4 separate regions of the Mus musculus genome follow, and regions 1, 2 and 4 are each linked to region 3. Evidence: chromatin contacts called from public Hi-C and promoter capture Hi-C data. All regions are on one chromosome and are shown on one strand. Each heading gives the region's core, a stretch centred on a gene start, on an enhancer-like site or on the middle of the called end of the contact. The rest is flanking DNA. Distances are from core to core; before and after follow the strand shown. Region 1 holds the start of Myadm (myeloid-associated differentiation marker). Region 2 holds the start of Syt5 (synaptotagmin V). Region 3 holds the start of 1810019N24Rik (RIKEN cDNA 1810019N24 gene). Region 4 holds the start of Rps9 (ribosomal protein S9).

Region 1 (3,744 bases), core at 260-2,759, 9.7 Mb before region 3:
AAGCAAGAAGCAAGCGTCCAGGTCCCCTCTCCAGCTCCTCCCTCCTCTGTAGGACACGAAGCTGGCTGTAGTGAGCTCTTGGACCCCTTCGAACCCCCACCTCCCACCCCCTTCGCGAAGCTCCTAGCTTCCTCTCTAGGGCTAGGACTATAAACCTCTCCAGTCTTCCTGGAAGGTAACCAGAAGCAGCCGCCGGGAAGAGACAAGCAGCCGCAGCCGCCACTAGGCCCCGCCCAGCAGCAGCAGAGCAAGGCCGCGCCCGGGACCGCTGCAGAGCGGGGTGAGTGAGTGCAGCCAGGAGGGAGGGAACCAGGTGTCCTGGGTCTCCGCCCTGCCCAGGGGGCCAGCATTGGGACCTTTAGGAGAGACCTAAAGGTCCCTCCAGCATCGCGACCTTCAGCTTCTTTTCCCATCTGGCTCAGTCGAGTTCTTTCAGGCCCTTAAATCCGACTTTTTTTTTTTTTTTTTTTCCCAATCCTGCATCTCTTTCCTGCTTTTGCCCCTCTCCTCCCGGTACTATAGGGCCCGAGGAATCCTTCCCATATGATAGAACCTAGAATCCAGAGCTCCGGGCCCTAGCCCTGTCCTCATAAAGATTCTGAGTCTCTCCCTTTGTCCTGAAGGCAGGAATTCAGGCCAAAAATAGCGTGCCCTTCTAGACTCAGGCAACCAACCAACCAACCACATATGTTTTGAAAACTGAACGCTCAGAAATCTGGTACCCTCCCTCCAAATTTCCAGGAATTTAGCTACTATCCATCATCCTTTCGCGTCTCCTGGCTGTGATCTTCTGAGACTTGGCCCAAGGGTCCTCAGGCCATGATTACAGTGTAATTGGAGATATGGCCCACTCTCTATGCAGACCCCTAAACGAAGGAATCTAGTCTTTGTTTTTTGGGGGTGGGCCCTCACTAGTCAAGGTAGCTTAAGCTCAAGGCCTGGCACCCTAAATTCTGCTTCAGGTAGACAAGACTCCGTTAAACAGAGGTCTAGCTGACCCTCAAACTGCTGGGACCTGGATGTGTAAGATTTCCTTTTTCTGGGTATCGTGGGGGAACTGATAGACAGAGGCGTGGGGCGGAGAGCGGGAGAACTGAATGAGAGGTGAGACTAGGCGTGGGGACCCGGCTTAGTGGGGGGGGGGCGACGACTCTATCTGAAACAAATCATAAACAAGTACGTTTCTATGGCAACAGCATTCTCCGGTCTACCCTGAAGATTTCTTTCTAGAGCTATGACAGGGAGGATAGCCCCCAGGAGACCCCACCCCTCCAGCTGCTGTGTCTTCCTGTTTTGTCTCCACGGCTACGGTGACCTCAGCTCTGCACCCCCTCACTGGTAGGGCGGGAGATCCAGGACGCTAGCCTTCTGGGGGCGTGGTGTGGCATTAGCCCCGCCTTCGGGGCCTACCAGGGATAGCCTGAATGAAGGGAAAGTCCCTTTTCACCGCCCTAGCCAGGCCCAAACCCCGCCCACAACCCCTCCCTCGCGCGCTCCTCAGCTGGCCAACTCCACCCAGTCCTAAGACCCTTTTGGTCTGCAGCTGTCGTCCTTGTTTGTGCTACAGTCGCCACTGCCTGGAGAGGTAAAGCTGCAGGGACCCCCAAAGGGAAGGAGTTGTGGTCCAGGATCCTTGGTTCTAGAAAGAGGAGTGGGCACGGATTCAGGTGTCTGGATCCCTAGAAACACTGCAGTTGGACCAGGACTCAAGCTCTGGATGAAAGGCTGAACATCTGAGCTCATACAGGTCATACATGGGAAAGAAGAGGGACTGGGGAGTGGGCACGTGGGTATGAGGAAGGACGGTGGTACTTGGACCCTTGAGGCTGAGAGCGGTAGGATGGGATCTAGACTCCTAGGTCTGACCAAAAAGGTTTGGGATCTGTATTTAAGATGGGTCTCAGGGAGGAGGGCAGGATTCAGACCTTAATCTGGAGGAAGTTGGGGGTCTGAATTTGTTCTGAGGGAGAAGGTACTGGAGTTTGAATTGGGACGGAAGAAGGGAGGGGCTGGGATCTCGACTCTTGGTTTGAAGACTCGGAAAGATTGAGTATAGATCCCTGAATCCGAGAAGATGGAACTCCTGGATGCTTATACCTGGTGCTTATACCTGGAGGGACTCAGGAGGGGAAAGTCCTTGTTCTGACCCTCCCAGAGGCCTGCACCCGCACTAGAGTATGGGGGGGGGGCTGGGGGGAGGGAGGTAGGAATCTTTGAAGGCTTACGGCTGAGCCCACCACTGGTGTGAGGCGTGGCCTGGAGTCTGTTCAGGGCTGTGCCCAGCATGTGCCCTGTCTGTGGAGTGATGGATGACCTCAGGAGTGTGGCATTGGGGATGGTAGCAGGGGTGCTGGGTGTGGCCCTGAGAGTGGAACTAGACCTAGGAGGAAACTCTAGGGGCGTTTCCTCACCCTGCTTATGTCTTTAGCTGAGCATTCCTGAGCAATGACTTCAAACGATGCTGGAGGCCTCTATCACTAGTTCCGTTACCTCTCCTAAGGTCTTCCTTTCTTTCTATTCCTCCTTTCCTAACTTTTCTCCCTGACAGAAGGATTTATGCTGGACACTAACCCGCCATTTTTGTTTTTGTTTAAAAAATTTTAAAGACAGGCTTTATGTATATAGCCTTTGTAGTCCTGGAACTCGCTATGTAGACCTGGCTGGCCCTGAACTTGTAGAGATCCGTCTGCCTCTTCCTCCTAAATGCTGAGATTACAGGCGATCTGTTGCCCACTTATTATAGTGCGGGGTGCCTGGCTTCCCAAAAAAACCAATCCTGGTGGGAGCTGGGGGTTTCTGCCTTTCTGTCTCAACTCCCAAGTGCCCTGGAGGCTTCTAGTTCCCAGGGAGAATTGCAACTCCTGCATGAGTTCTTGCCTGGAGCCAAGGAAGAGCTGTGTCCTGGAGCTCCATCAGATTGAAGGAGTTTTAAGGAGTCTCATTCCCTTAGCCCCAGTCCCACCCATTAGGGGTTGAACCTAGTACCTCACACATGCTAGTCAAATACTCTACTTAAAACCTCACCACTACTGACTTCCTTTCCCCCCATCCCCACCCCCACCCCTTGGTGGTCTTGAACTCTCTCTGTGACCCCAAGAAGGCCTCGAATTTCCAATCCTGCCTCTACCGGTGCTTTGGGAACACTGTTCTGCACTCCCAGGCCAGACTTTCCTCATTCTGAAAGGACTCAGAGTTCAAAAAAAGATTTTTCCCTTAATCCCAGCACTCAGGGGACAGAGGCACGCAGATCTCCGTGAACTCAAGGCCAGCCTGGTCTACATAGCAAGTTCCAGGCCAGTAAGGCTTACATAGCAAATGCTTATCTCAAAATAGAAAAATAGAATATATATATATATATCAGTGGGTGAGGGACGCAGGGACACATCTACTGCAGAACACGGAAAGAGTTCAGAGGACAACTTTTGGGAGTCGTTCTGCCTGGCTCCAAACTCACACTTTTCAAGTAACCATAAAAATCTCTCTCGCGCCGGGTGTGGTGGCACCCACCTTTAATCCCAGCACTCGGGAGGCAGAGGCAGGCGGATTTCTGAGTTCGAGGCCAGCCTGGTCTACAGAGTGAGTTCCAGGACAGCCAGGGCTATACAGAGAAACCCTGTCTCGAAAAACCAAAAAAAAAAAAACTCATTCTTTCTCTTTCTCTCTGTCTCTCTGTCTCTCTCTCTCTCCCCCCTCCCTCTCCCCTCCCCCCTCCCACTTTCGCTCTCTCGGCGGGGGTCTTGGCAC
Region 2 (3,589 bases), core at 1,032-3,531, 8.4 Mb before region 3:
GTGGATAAAGTGGGATTAAGAAGTGAAGGGGCAAAAAGAAAAAAAAAAAAACAACAACAACAACAAAAACCCGGGCGGTGGTGGCGCATGCCTTTAATCCTAGCACGTGGGAGGCAGAGGCCTGAGTTCAAGGCCAGCTTGGTCTACAGAGTAAGCTCCAGGACAGCCAGAATTATACAGAGAAACCCTTTCTGGAAAAAACCAAAAAAAAAAAAAAAAAAAAAAAAGTGAAGGGGCCAAGGACAGAAGATAGTAGCTAGGACATTCAAAGGTGCAGGGGTGTACAAAGGGAAGGATTGAGAGGCTCAGCTGTGTCACACCTTATCTATGTAACTCCGGCCCAGCTCCTTCACTTCCTGAAGATGGACTTGGGCTTGGGCCTGACTCTTTTTGCCCATCCGTCTCCGACAGCGCTTCCGGTAGAGACAGAAACAACTGCTGAAGACCAGGAGGCCCGAGCCCAGCACGATGGTAGCCAGGACCCAGGCAGGCACTGCAGAAGGACGAACATGACATGATTCGAAGCACTGGGAAGGTGGCTGGCTAACTCACGCTTGATTCCATCCAGCAGTTTGATTCTAGCCTGGTTTTCCCTACACCCAACTCCATTATATTTTAATCCCAATTTTCCTTCTAACCAATCTCACCTATAAAGCTCAATTTATGCCCTAACCCAAGCCGACATTTGTTTTCTTATAATTCTGATGTCTCTACACCCATTTTAATTTCTGCTCGCTCCCTACTGCTTTTAGCTTTCACTCCTGGGCCTGTTCACATTCATCCACTTCTGATTCCATTCCATGCCACACCCGTGATCTGGTTTGCCTCACTATTTCAGAGTCTACTCGTCTGGGATACCGACCCACGATTCCTGCGGGATTTTCCAGCCTACCCACCCGAGTCTTTGCTACTGAGACCCTTCTCTGGGGATCTTGAGAGGCTGTCCACTAGGGCTAGCCCAGGGTCTTCTCACCTGCGCCCTGCCTGATGCGGCTGGAGTCTGGAGGTGTCTTAGGCGCTGGAGACCCCAGGGTCGGGGGTTCCGGGAACATGGCGTCGGGGTCCTGCGGTGCTTCCTGCAGAGGTACCCAAATACTCTATCCCCACCCCACCCCACTCCTACCCAAAGCATCCAGTGAGTTTTCTCACGCATCAAAGAACCTTAAATTCCATTGATTTTTGGTGCACACTAGGAGTTAATCTCAGCCTCTTCACGCCAGTGGCAGGCTTTGGGGGACCCAATTCCATCACAAAGGGATACTTCCTCTGTATGCCACCCCATCCCATTCTCTTCCCAATCCATTCTCTTCTACCCCTTCCTTGCTCTTCCCAAGGGCTTGAACCGGAAGTGGGCGCAGGCAGGCGTGGGAACCAGCAGACCACTGTTGCCCTGAGCGACCGCCAGGCTCCAGGCAGGGTGATAGCAGTGCTGGTTGCTGGGCAACGAGCCTGTTGCCAAGGCAACGGGAGGGACTGACGCACAGAAACGAAGTCCGGGCGGTGCCGGTCCATGGGACCCAGGTCCGGGATCCCGTGGCACAGCGAGAGCGGCCTGTGATCTGTGCATCTACAGTGGCTCCTCCCATCGCATGGGACCCCTTGCACCACCACTCTTTCTGGTAAAGTGGAGAACCTGCCCCGGCACCTCTGCTGGGCCTTCACATCCTCTTGCTCATGAGTCTCTTGAGCGCACCCCGACTCTGTCTTCACACCTGTTCTCGTGACCGGCTCGGCCCCCACTTCTTTCTCGACCCCAGATAGGCATCTTCCCTCTTCTGTCCCCCACAACCTTCTCTCGTCAGCGCCTCTACTGCCCTCTGTTGTCTAGCCTCTCTCTCTCAGTCTCTCTTTGCTTTTTTTTGACTACCAACCTGCTCCCTTTGTTTCCACACCTGTCTCTCCTCTCCACATAGCAATTTCCTTGGTTAGGGCTTCAACCTGCCGCTCAAAGTTGAACCTTGTCGACGACCCTCCTCCACCCCTCTCACACGCCAGACCCCCCACGAATGGGACCGAGGATGTGGCTTGGACAGAGGGTCCCAACAGCTCCTACCTGCTAGGTGTCTCGACAGGACCCTTCTGGAGGTGTTGTGGGCTGCTGGGACCCCGCCCCCAGCACGTGGGTGGATGGCGCTTTCCCTTGTGTGCTGATCACACAGTTTGGCAGGGTGGGGGCGCGGCTGAGCCTAGCCAGGCTAATGTCTGCGCCCCTGTGTGAGATCGCGCGCGCGCGCGCGCGTGTATTTGTGCATATGTGTGCGTGCGTGTTCTGCCCCGGAGAAGAGAGAACGCCCTGCTCCGCCCCTCGGCCCGCCACACCCGAGAACCACCATGGCGCCCACGTACGTTGATCTTAGTACCCTAGAATGTTCTGACGTCTGGCTAAGTCATCGGACATCTACACTGAGTACCAGCCCCCACAACACACACACACACACACACACACACACACACACACACACTTTTTACAATGCAAATAACTGGATTCCAGAGCACTCGGTTTTAGAACCTATGAAAACCCTCTCTCTGGAGACTTAGCTACCCAGATTCTCAAAGCAAGAAGTTAGAGTCGCCAGCATCTCTGCTCTCAGACATTGTGTTTCCTTACCCAATTCCTGGCTTCAGCCAACACACAACCTATACTTCTTGTGTGTGTGTGTGTGTGTGTGTGTGTGTGTGTGTGTGTGTGTATGTGTGTGTGTGTGTGTGTTGGTGTGTATAGTGGTGCACAGTGGTGCACATTCATGTGGGCATGTGTGTGAAGGTCAGAAGACAACTCAGCGTGTTTTCCATCAGTGCTGTGCACCTTATTAAGACATTAAATTGCACATTTTTTGCAATTATAAGCCATTTTTCATTTGTATGGGGGAGTGGGCATATGGGGGTCAGGGGACAGTTTGAAGGCCGCTGGCTCTCTCCTTCCACCGTCTGGGTCCTGATGGTGAACCCAGGCCACCATGCTTGACAGGAAGGGTCTTTTCCAGCTGAGCCATCTCAGTATCCCTATCGATACTGGTTTGCGAGATGGTCTCCCGCTGGCTTGGAACACACAGATTAGGCTAGGCTGGCTAGTCATCAGGCCTCAGGGATCTGCCTATCACTGGCTCCTCACCTCTGCCACTACAAGCCAGCCCCCTACCACCACCACACCCAGATTTTTCCACCTGGGCTCTGGGCCCCAAACTCAGATCCCCATATTTCCAAAGCATTCACTTTACCAACTGGGCTATCCTCCCAGCCCAAATCCTGTACTTTTTAGGGGGTGGTGGAATATAATGTGCCCACCATAGGTGCTTGGAACCCCCTCTCCTACCCCAGTGTTATCTCCAGAGACAAAAATCCGTTAGCCACCTTCGGGAGGACAGTTTAATAAATTATATAGAAGGAAAGAATGTACAGCCACGGGGCCCAGGGAGACCACAAGCACAGGGGACTCCCTTCAGCCTCGGAGTAAAGGAGACTGATTCGGTTTCTGAGGTAAAAAGGGGACAAGTACCTGCCTGCCTTTGCTGCTCAGGTAGTACAATTCCAGACCCTGATTCCTTCTTTCGAATCCAGGTTCCAGCCTGTTTTTTTGAGAGCCTGCACA
Region 3 (4,173 bases), core at 439-2,938:
TTAAAAAATGCTAATGGAAAGGCAAAAAAGAGGGGGTAGGGGGACTGGAGAGATGGCTCAGTGGTTAAGAGCACTGACTGTTTTTCTAGAGGTCCTGAGTTCAATTCCCAGCATCTACATAGTTCATGGTTCACAACCATCTGTAATAGAATCTGATACCCTCTTCTGGTGTGTCTGAAGACAGCTACAGTGTATTCTTTTTTTTTTTTTTAAGATTTATTTATTTATTTTATGTGTATGAGTACACTGTAGCTGTACAGATAGTTGTGAGCCATCATGTGGTTGCTGGGAATTGAACTCAGGACCTCTGCTCACTCTGGCCTTGCTTGCTCCAGCCCAAAGATTTATTTATTATTATTATATATTATATTATATATACAGTACACTGTAGCTGTCTCAGACACACCAGAAGAGGGCATCAGATTTCATTACGGATGGTTGTGAGCCACTATGTGATTGCTGGGGTTTGAACTCAGGACCTTTGGAAGAGCAGTCAGTGCTCTTAACTGCTGAGCCATCTCTCCAGGGCTACAGTGTACTCTTATACATAAATAATTCTTTTAAAGAAAAAGTCATCTACAAGTTTTGACCTTACCAGCAATCTACCTTCATCTCATTTTGCCTCAGTCCCAGGGGCCTTAGTCACCTTTTGAACATATATATACACAAATATACTTTCTCCTGAAGTTGCTTCTCCCTTTCTCTGACTTTATAGCATGTACCACAGGTCAGTCAACTGGTCCTCTACTGCCACAACGAAACATCCACCATGTTAAAGATGCCCTTCCCTTTAAAAAAAAATGTTTATTTATGTATCTCTGAGGAGGTCTATGTGTGTACATGCATGTGACTGCAGATGTGTGAGGAGTCCAAATGTGTAGATGTGTGCCTGTAATCACAATACTGAGACAGTGAAAGCAAGAGACACACAGGAGGGGGGGTGGTTAGGGGGAGGAGAAGGGAAGAGGAAGGGAGGGGAGAAAGAATAAAGAGGGAGGGAGGGAGAGAGAGAGAGAAAGGAGAAAAGAATAAGTGATGGTTGTAGCTTGACTGAAACTGTGAACTTGGAGGTCGGAGCAATATAACTTTGCATCTGTTGTTAAACTAGCCAGATTTTATGATGTGGAAATAAGAAAGATAATTAGAAAAGTGCTCATGGAGTATGTCTTCAGTAACCACAAGTTTGACACTTAAGGTAGAGTCTCCTTATGAGTCTCCCTTCCTTCTTCCAGTTCACCCCGAGCATCTCATTGCCCCTGGGCAGCCAGAGGAAGCTTAGGGTGCTTCAACCCTTCCAGACTCCCGGGGCTCCCTCTATCTCTCTTAGATTACCACTCTACCCGGTCTCTCCCTAACAGATCCTGAACACTCCAGCTCAGCCTCACTTCCAAGCAGTTGCACACGGAGTCCCTATTCATCCAACGGCTTTCTATACTGTTTTCCAGAAGTGGGAAACCCTCGGCATTACGCGTAGTGGGGGCGTTGGGACCTTAAAACTGACGTGAATCTACGATTCCCAGTAGCAAGGCAAAACACCAGAGGACGTGAATATGAGCCTACCGTCTCGCTCGCTCGGAGACTCAATGCCCAGGGACTTCAAGCCTGCAAGGACTAGGAAATGGAAAGCATCGGCTACAAGTGCCGTCCTCCCCATTACCCTTCCTCTCCGGTCCCAAGGAGGCGTGTACTAAGTGAAAGGACTCGGCTTATAGATCCCACCCATTTGGCGAGCAAAATAAAGTCACGACTCCGTTGCGCACACAGCCTGAGAAAAAGCTTTTTTTTTTTTTTTTTTTTTTTTTTTTTTTTTTTTTTTGAGAAAAAGCTTTTCATCTGGGTTGTGATTGGCTCAGAGTCTAGAGAGCCTCACAGTCTTGTGGTAAATGTAGTTTCCACCCGGCATCTGGTGAGCGAGGAGCGAGCTTTTGTTCTCCGTGGCATTGACTTAGCGGCATTGTAGAGAACGTAGAGAATGGAGCTAGGCAGAGGTGTCATACACCTTTAATCTCGGTGAGTTCGAGGCCAGCCTGGTTCACAAAGCAAGTTCCAGAACAGCCAGGGCTACACAGAGAAACTGTATTGAGGAAAAACAAAACCGAAACAAACAAACAAAAAATATGGCATGGATATAAATTAACTTCCGTTTAGGACTCTCCTTTTAGAGATTCCCCGCAAGTACCAGTGCCCTGAGATCCTTTTTCTTTGTTTGTTTGGTTGGTTGTTTTTTTTTTTTTTGTTTTTTTTTTGTTGTTGTTGTTGTTTTTGTTTTTGTTTTTCGAGACAGGGTTTCTCTGTATAGCCCTGGCTGTCCTGGAACTCACTATGTAGACCAGTTTGGCCTCGAACTCAGAAATCCGCCTGCCTCTGCCTCCCGAGTGCTGGGATTAAAGGCATGCGTCACCACTGTTCGGTGAGATCCTTTCTTTAATGACATGGAGTGCCCTTCTAATTTAGCGGATTCTGACCCAAAGTTATTAGCATATTTGAAGAGCTTACTAGTACTTCAATTTCACCCGCGGGGCTCCTCTGCCACTTACTGAGTCTGAACTCCCCCTTGACTTGAGCACCCAGGCCTCGATGAGACTCCTGGGGATTCTGAGCTCACTTAGAAGCTGCTGTGATTTGTAGTCTGGTGGTGAATTTTCTGGGTGGCTTGATACTGACTGTGTATACCAGGATAGCTTAGAACTCACAGAGATCTATCTACCTGACCCTGTCTTCTGAGTAATGGGGTTAAAGGCATGAAGGCATGAGCCACCATGCCTGAGAAAAATAATATTAATTTTACATTTATTTGTATGTGCCTGCCATGAGATTTATGTGGAGGTCAAAGGACAACCACAGTAGCCAGTCCCAGGTACTGAGCTCTGATCACTGGGCTTGGTAGCAATCTCACCAGCAAGGGTACTGAGGGTTTAAACTCAGGTCTGTATACGTACACGCAAGCGCTCTTAACCCACTGAACCATCTTCCTAGCCTCGTAACCTTCCTTTTGAGAGATGATATAGCAGGGAGAGAAGTTTCAGAAAATAAGAAAGTCCAAGGTACCAGAAAAAACATACTAGGCAGGCATCCAAAAGAAAATAGACTAGGGGGGGGGGAGAGAGAAAAGGAAACGTTGTAACTTTCAGATACACTTTACTGACCCTGTGGTAGCTTGTGGAGATCATCTCTCTTGGCTTTCTTTCTTTCTTTCTTTCTTTCTTTCTTTCTTTCTTTCTTTCTGTCTGTCTGTCTGTCTGTCTGTCTGTCTGTCTGTCTTTCTCTCTCTCTCTCTCTCGCCCTTCCTTCCTTCCTTCCTTTCTCATATACCACTGAGCTACACCCCTAGCTAGCCCTCTATACTTCTTGAGACAAGATTTTACGGAGTTGCCTAGCTTGGCTTTGAACTTACTATGTAGCCGAGACTGTGAACTTGTAATCCTCCTGCCTCAGTCTCTGGAGAAGCTGGGCTTGCATGCCAATGTCACCACTAGACCTGCTGTGGCTATTTTGTTGCACTTGCTTTCCTATTTTAAAGGTTTGTATATAGCATGTGCCTGCATGAATTTATGAGCACCACCTGTATACAGGTGCCCTTGGAGGCCTGAAGGTATTGGATCCCTTGACACTAGAATTATAGGCAGTTGTGAGAAGGCTGGTGTGAATGAAACCTGGGTCTTCTGCAAGGTCAGTAAGTGTTGGGACATTTCTCCAGCCCCTAGTTTTGTTTTGTTTTGTTTTGTTTTGTTTGGCCTCATATTTAGCCCTGGCTGGCCTGGAAATCTTTTGTAGATCAGTCTGGCCTTGAACTCACAAAGACTATCAGCCTGTCCCTGGAGTATTGGGATTTAAGGCTCATACCACCTCAACCAGCCTTTTCTTTCCTTTAAAGAAATTTCTTTCTCTCGTGTGCGAACGAGTGTAGGTGCCTGTGTGCTGTGGCACTCAGTAGAAGGTAGAGGACAACTGGAATGAGTCCATTCTCTTCCATCTGGGGACGGAAACAGGGTGGCAGGCTTGGTGACAAGTGCCTTTAACTTGCTGGACCATCTTACTGGTCACTTTCTTCTCTTGGATTCAGGGCCCCATGTATTTATTCCAGGCTGCTTTTGAACTCACTGTACACTAAAAAATGACTTTGAATTAATTGTCCTTAGTCTTTCTGCAAAGTTCTGGGATTACAAGCATGTA
Region 4 (3,614 bases), core at 162-2,661, 9.3 Mb before region 3:
TCTGTCCTCCCAGACTAAATGAACAAGATGCCTTTTGAGTATACAAATGCAAGTGCAAATTTTTTTTTTTTTCCAAGACAGGGTTTCTCTGTATAGCCCTGGAACTCACTCTGTAGACCAGGGTAGCCCTGAACTCAGAAATCCACCTGCCTCTGCCTCCCAAGTGCTGGGATTAAAGACTGCCCCGCGCAAGTGTAAATTCTTACCAATCACACTGTTTAAAATAAAAAATATCTGAGCTAGGCCTAGTGGTACAGGCCTATCCTCCTACTATTCAAGGACAGAGGCAAGGACATGTCTATGAGTTTGAGGCCAGCCTGGCTACATAGTTCATAGTTCCAGGATAGCCAGGACTCATAGACCCCATTTCCCTTAAATAAAAAATAGTTATAAAATATCAGATATACACAAAGCTGGCTGTGGTAGTGCATGTCTTTAATCCCAGTACTTGGGAGACAGAGCCAGGCAGAACTCTGTGAGTTTGAATAGGAAGCTCCAGGACAGCCAGGAATAAGAGGAAAGACCCTGTCTCAACAAACAAACATATCAGTTGCATGAAAGCGGATTGTAATTCCAGCATTTGGGAGGTATAGACAGAAGGATCTGGAATTCATAGTCATTTGATAGGAAACCCTGCATCAAAACAATAAATAGATTAGGAGAGACTTGCCTATAGGCCAAGATGATGGAGGCACTTTCTTAAATGAGTTCCTCTTTCCACATGTCTAGGTTTGTGTCAAGCTGTCAAGACAAACCAGCACAAGATGTGTATTTCAATATTAAAATAAGCCCAGCACGACATATTTATACTATTTTCATAATGTTTGTATTTTTTATTATTGTATTTTGTGGCTCACACCTAAAATCTTAGCACTTTTAAAAGAAGATTTATTTATCTATTATATCTAAATACACTGTAGGTGGTCAGATCTCATTACAGATGGTTGTGACCCACCATGGGGTTGCTGGGATTTTCAGGACCTTTGGAGGAGCAATCAGTGCTCTTAACCGCTGAGCCATCTCTCCAAACAAACCCGAGTACTTTTAAGGGCAAGGGCACTGCCATGAGATTGAGACAGTGGTGGGGAACCTTGGCTGCTGCCCTTAATTCCCTGTAAGTTTTTACCAAGAGTTTTTGTTGAAACAAAAAGTGACAACTGTGGTTACTCAATCAATGCTTTAGCCCTGGAAGGGGCAGCCTCGTTAATTCTTGGATTAACCAAATGTCACCATAGCCCTTTAATCGCCTAACCACCTCACTGGCAAGTCGGCCCAGCGAAGCGCCGCTCTAGCCGGCCTGCTCGTCTCTATGGCTTTCCTGCTTCTGATTGGCGTAGTCGCGAGCGGTGCGTGATGACGTCACTACAAGGCGACGTTACTATAAGACCTCGGTCCAACCGCCTTGTCTCTCTTTGTCTCGGGCCTGAGTTCGTAGGTGAGTGTTCTGATTGTTGAGTTCGCCTTTTAGGGGTTGATGGTGTAAGGTAACGGAGCCATTCGAATCTTCATGAACATGCTGAGTAAGAGGGTGGGGCGAAGGTGGCTGGAAGTTACAACACGGTTGTGGAACAATCCCATTTTCAAGTTTTCTAAGGCGGATTTCTCTGAGAGCCGAGTTGGTGTCGCCGTGTCCCTAGCGGGGTTTTGCTGCACATGCGCCACAAGATTATTTTTTAAAACGACACTTTACTGCGCAGGCGCAGCCGGCCTAGCGAGGTCAACATGCCGGTCGCCAGAAGCTGGGTTTGTCGCAAAACCTATGTGACCCCACGGAGACCCTTCGAGAAGTCGCGTCTCGACCAGGAGCTAAAGTTGATTGGTGAGTGGCCAAAGTAGAATTTCGAATTGCGGATCCGGGAAGAGTTAGGTAGCCATGATGTCTGTCTCCCACGTGCTCGTTCTGGAGCATCCTGTGTGGCGCCAGAGGATTGCAGTTTAGTTTTGTGTTCTCTAGTCGCCATGCACATGTAGTAACCCATGGCTCTTGCCCCGCGGTCTCCTCCCAACCACGTGCAGGAGAGTATGGACTCCGGAACAAACGTGAGGTTTGGAGGGTCAAGTTTACCCTGGCCAAGATCCGTAAGGCGGCCCGGGAGCTGTTGACGCTAGACGAGAAGGATCCCCGGCGTCTGTTTGAAGGTGTGTATGAGCCTATTTTCGAAGGAGTGGTGGTTGCTGAGTGTTTTAGGGCGTGGGAGATGTGACTGAACAAGTTGGGCTAGTGGGGATTGAGACAGGGTCTTGGTGTAGATTGGCCTGGAACTCAAATGTAAGTCAGTCTTGCCATAAACTGCCAGAAATTCAGAAGTGCTGGGTATGTGTCACAAGGATTCTTATTGGTTATTTTATTTACATTTCAAATGTTATTTCTCTTCCCAGTTTCCTCTCTGCGACACCCCCCCACCCGCCCCCCAATCACACCACAAGGATTCTTTTTGAGTTTCTAGAATCTAGTTCTGTCTGCATTGGACAAATGGAGGCCAAAGACAATGGGAGTTGCACTAATGCTTTTTCTGTCTTAATACTGGATGTTTTATTTAGTTTCATGTGGTGTAAGAGGAGTAATGATTATTTTTCCATCCGGGGGACGTATTTTTGCATTTGCATCTGGGTAGCGTTTATACAATGTTAATCCAGGTTGAGCCTATATTTTAACATATTTATATTCCATACTTAGGGTTTCTTATAGGTGACTGGGCCTACATACACAGTTCATTTAACTCCTGGGAGAGTAGTCTGAGGAATAAATGTGTGCTGTTTGTGTATATATTGTTGGCCTGATGGTACTGTGTAGCTCAGATTGCCTTTGAACTGTTAGCCCTAGCTTTTCATGTTGTGAAAATGAAAATTGTTTTTAAAGTTGAGCATTAGAGCTCTTAATCTTAGGCTTAAAGGCTGGATGAAAAACTGTAAGCCTGCGTGATGCCTGTTGGTGAAAGGGTGGCACAGTGGCCATGTCAGGGTCTCAAGCCTAGGGCTCTGGGAAGAAAAGTTATCAGGCACCAGAGCTCCCTACAAAAATGAGTGAAAGCTGTAGTCCTCTACTCAGAGACTGGGGAAGTCTGAGGTCGGGCCTCATTGGCTGCTGCTCCCCCTGTCACAGGCAATGCTCTCCTGCGGCGGCTTGTTCGCATTGGGGTGCTGGACGAGGGCAAGATGAAGCTGGATTACATCCTGGGCCTGAAGATTGAGGATTTCTTGGAGAGGCGGCTGCAGACCCAGGTCTTTAAGCTGGGCCTGGCCAAATCTATTCACCATGCCCGTGTGCTCATCCGCCAACGTCACATTAGGTGAGTTGCAGCTGGGCCTGTAAATCTTTATTTCCCTACTTGTGCCGTTGGTTTCGTTAGCTAAGTTGCCATTCTATCTCCTGTGCAGCCTTTGGAGCTGACAGATGTGAGCTTACCCTTGAGGGTTCAGAATCGTGCCCTGCAAACAGCTTATGGGGGACTGGGGACAGCCTTGTTTCCCCATAGCCCAGCGCAAGGGTCACTGCGGCTCAAGCCGTACACCTTGTGAAGGTGTCTGCCAGGCACTCAAGCAGCTGGACAGGTAACAGCTCTTGGTGCCACCCCCCCTGGAGGGAGATTGGAGTCAATGTTGAGGTGACAAAG

What was found. Promoter capture Hi-C pulls out the DNA fragments that hold promoters and counts their contacts. Hi-C and Micro-C count contacts between places; a contact is called where the count stands out from the background. Capture Hi-C pulls out chosen DNA fragments and counts their contacts.
Region 1: a contact with region 3 is called in a promoter capture Hi-C map of pancreatic islet. The contact joins the promoter of Myadm here to the promoter of 1810019N24Rik in region 3. A contact is called at or near these places in 1 of 484 Hi-C or Micro-C datasets (uterus) and 1 of 9 other capture datasets (pancreatic islet).
Region 2: a contact with region 3 is called in a promoter capture Hi-C map of hippocampal neurons, with 2.7 times the contacts expected there. The contact joins the promoter of Syt5 here to the promoter of 1810019N24Rik in region 3.
Region 4: a contact with region 3 is called in a Hi-C map of B cells, with 6 read pairs. The contact joins the promoter of Rps9 here to the promoter of 1810019N24Rik in region 3. A contact is called at or near these places in 1 of 39 promoter capture datasets (cranial neural crest) and 1 of 484 Hi-C or Micro-C datasets (B cells).

What each region holds. Positions count from the first base shown.
Region 1 is chr7:3,289,046-3,292,789 of GRCm38.p6, forward strand. Myadm (myeloid-associated differentiation marker) reads left to right here and starts at 1,510. Exons shown (of 3, transcript NM_016969.2): 1 at 1,510-1,585.
Region 2 is chr7:4,545,260-4,548,848 of GRCm38.p6, forward strand. Syt5 (synaptotagmin V) reads right to left here and starts at 2,282. Exons shown (of 9, transcript NM_001360422.1): 1 at 2,054-2,282; 2 at 974-1,076; 3 at 321-493. The coding sequence starts at 1,052. Ptprh (protein tyrosine phosphatase, receptor type, H) reads right to left here. Exons shown (of 20, transcript NM_207270.2): 20 at 3,355-3,589.
Region 3 is chr7:12,960,129-12,964,301 of GRCm38.p6, forward strand. 1810019N24Rik (RIKEN cDNA 1810019N24 gene) reads right to left here and starts at 1,689. Exons shown (of 2, transcript NR_166501.1): 1 at 1,561-1,689. It overlaps Gm29638 (a long non-coding RNA gene), which reads left to right. Exons shown (of 2, transcript XR_391162.4): 2 at 1,359-1,759.
Region 4 is chr7:3,702,630-3,706,243 of GRCm38.p6, forward strand. Rps9 (ribosomal protein S9) reads left to right here and starts at 1,412. Exons shown (of 5, transcript NM_029767.2): 1 at 1,412-1,435; 2 at 1,698-1,819; 3 at 2,017-2,139; 4 at 3,104-3,290. The coding sequence starts at 1,723.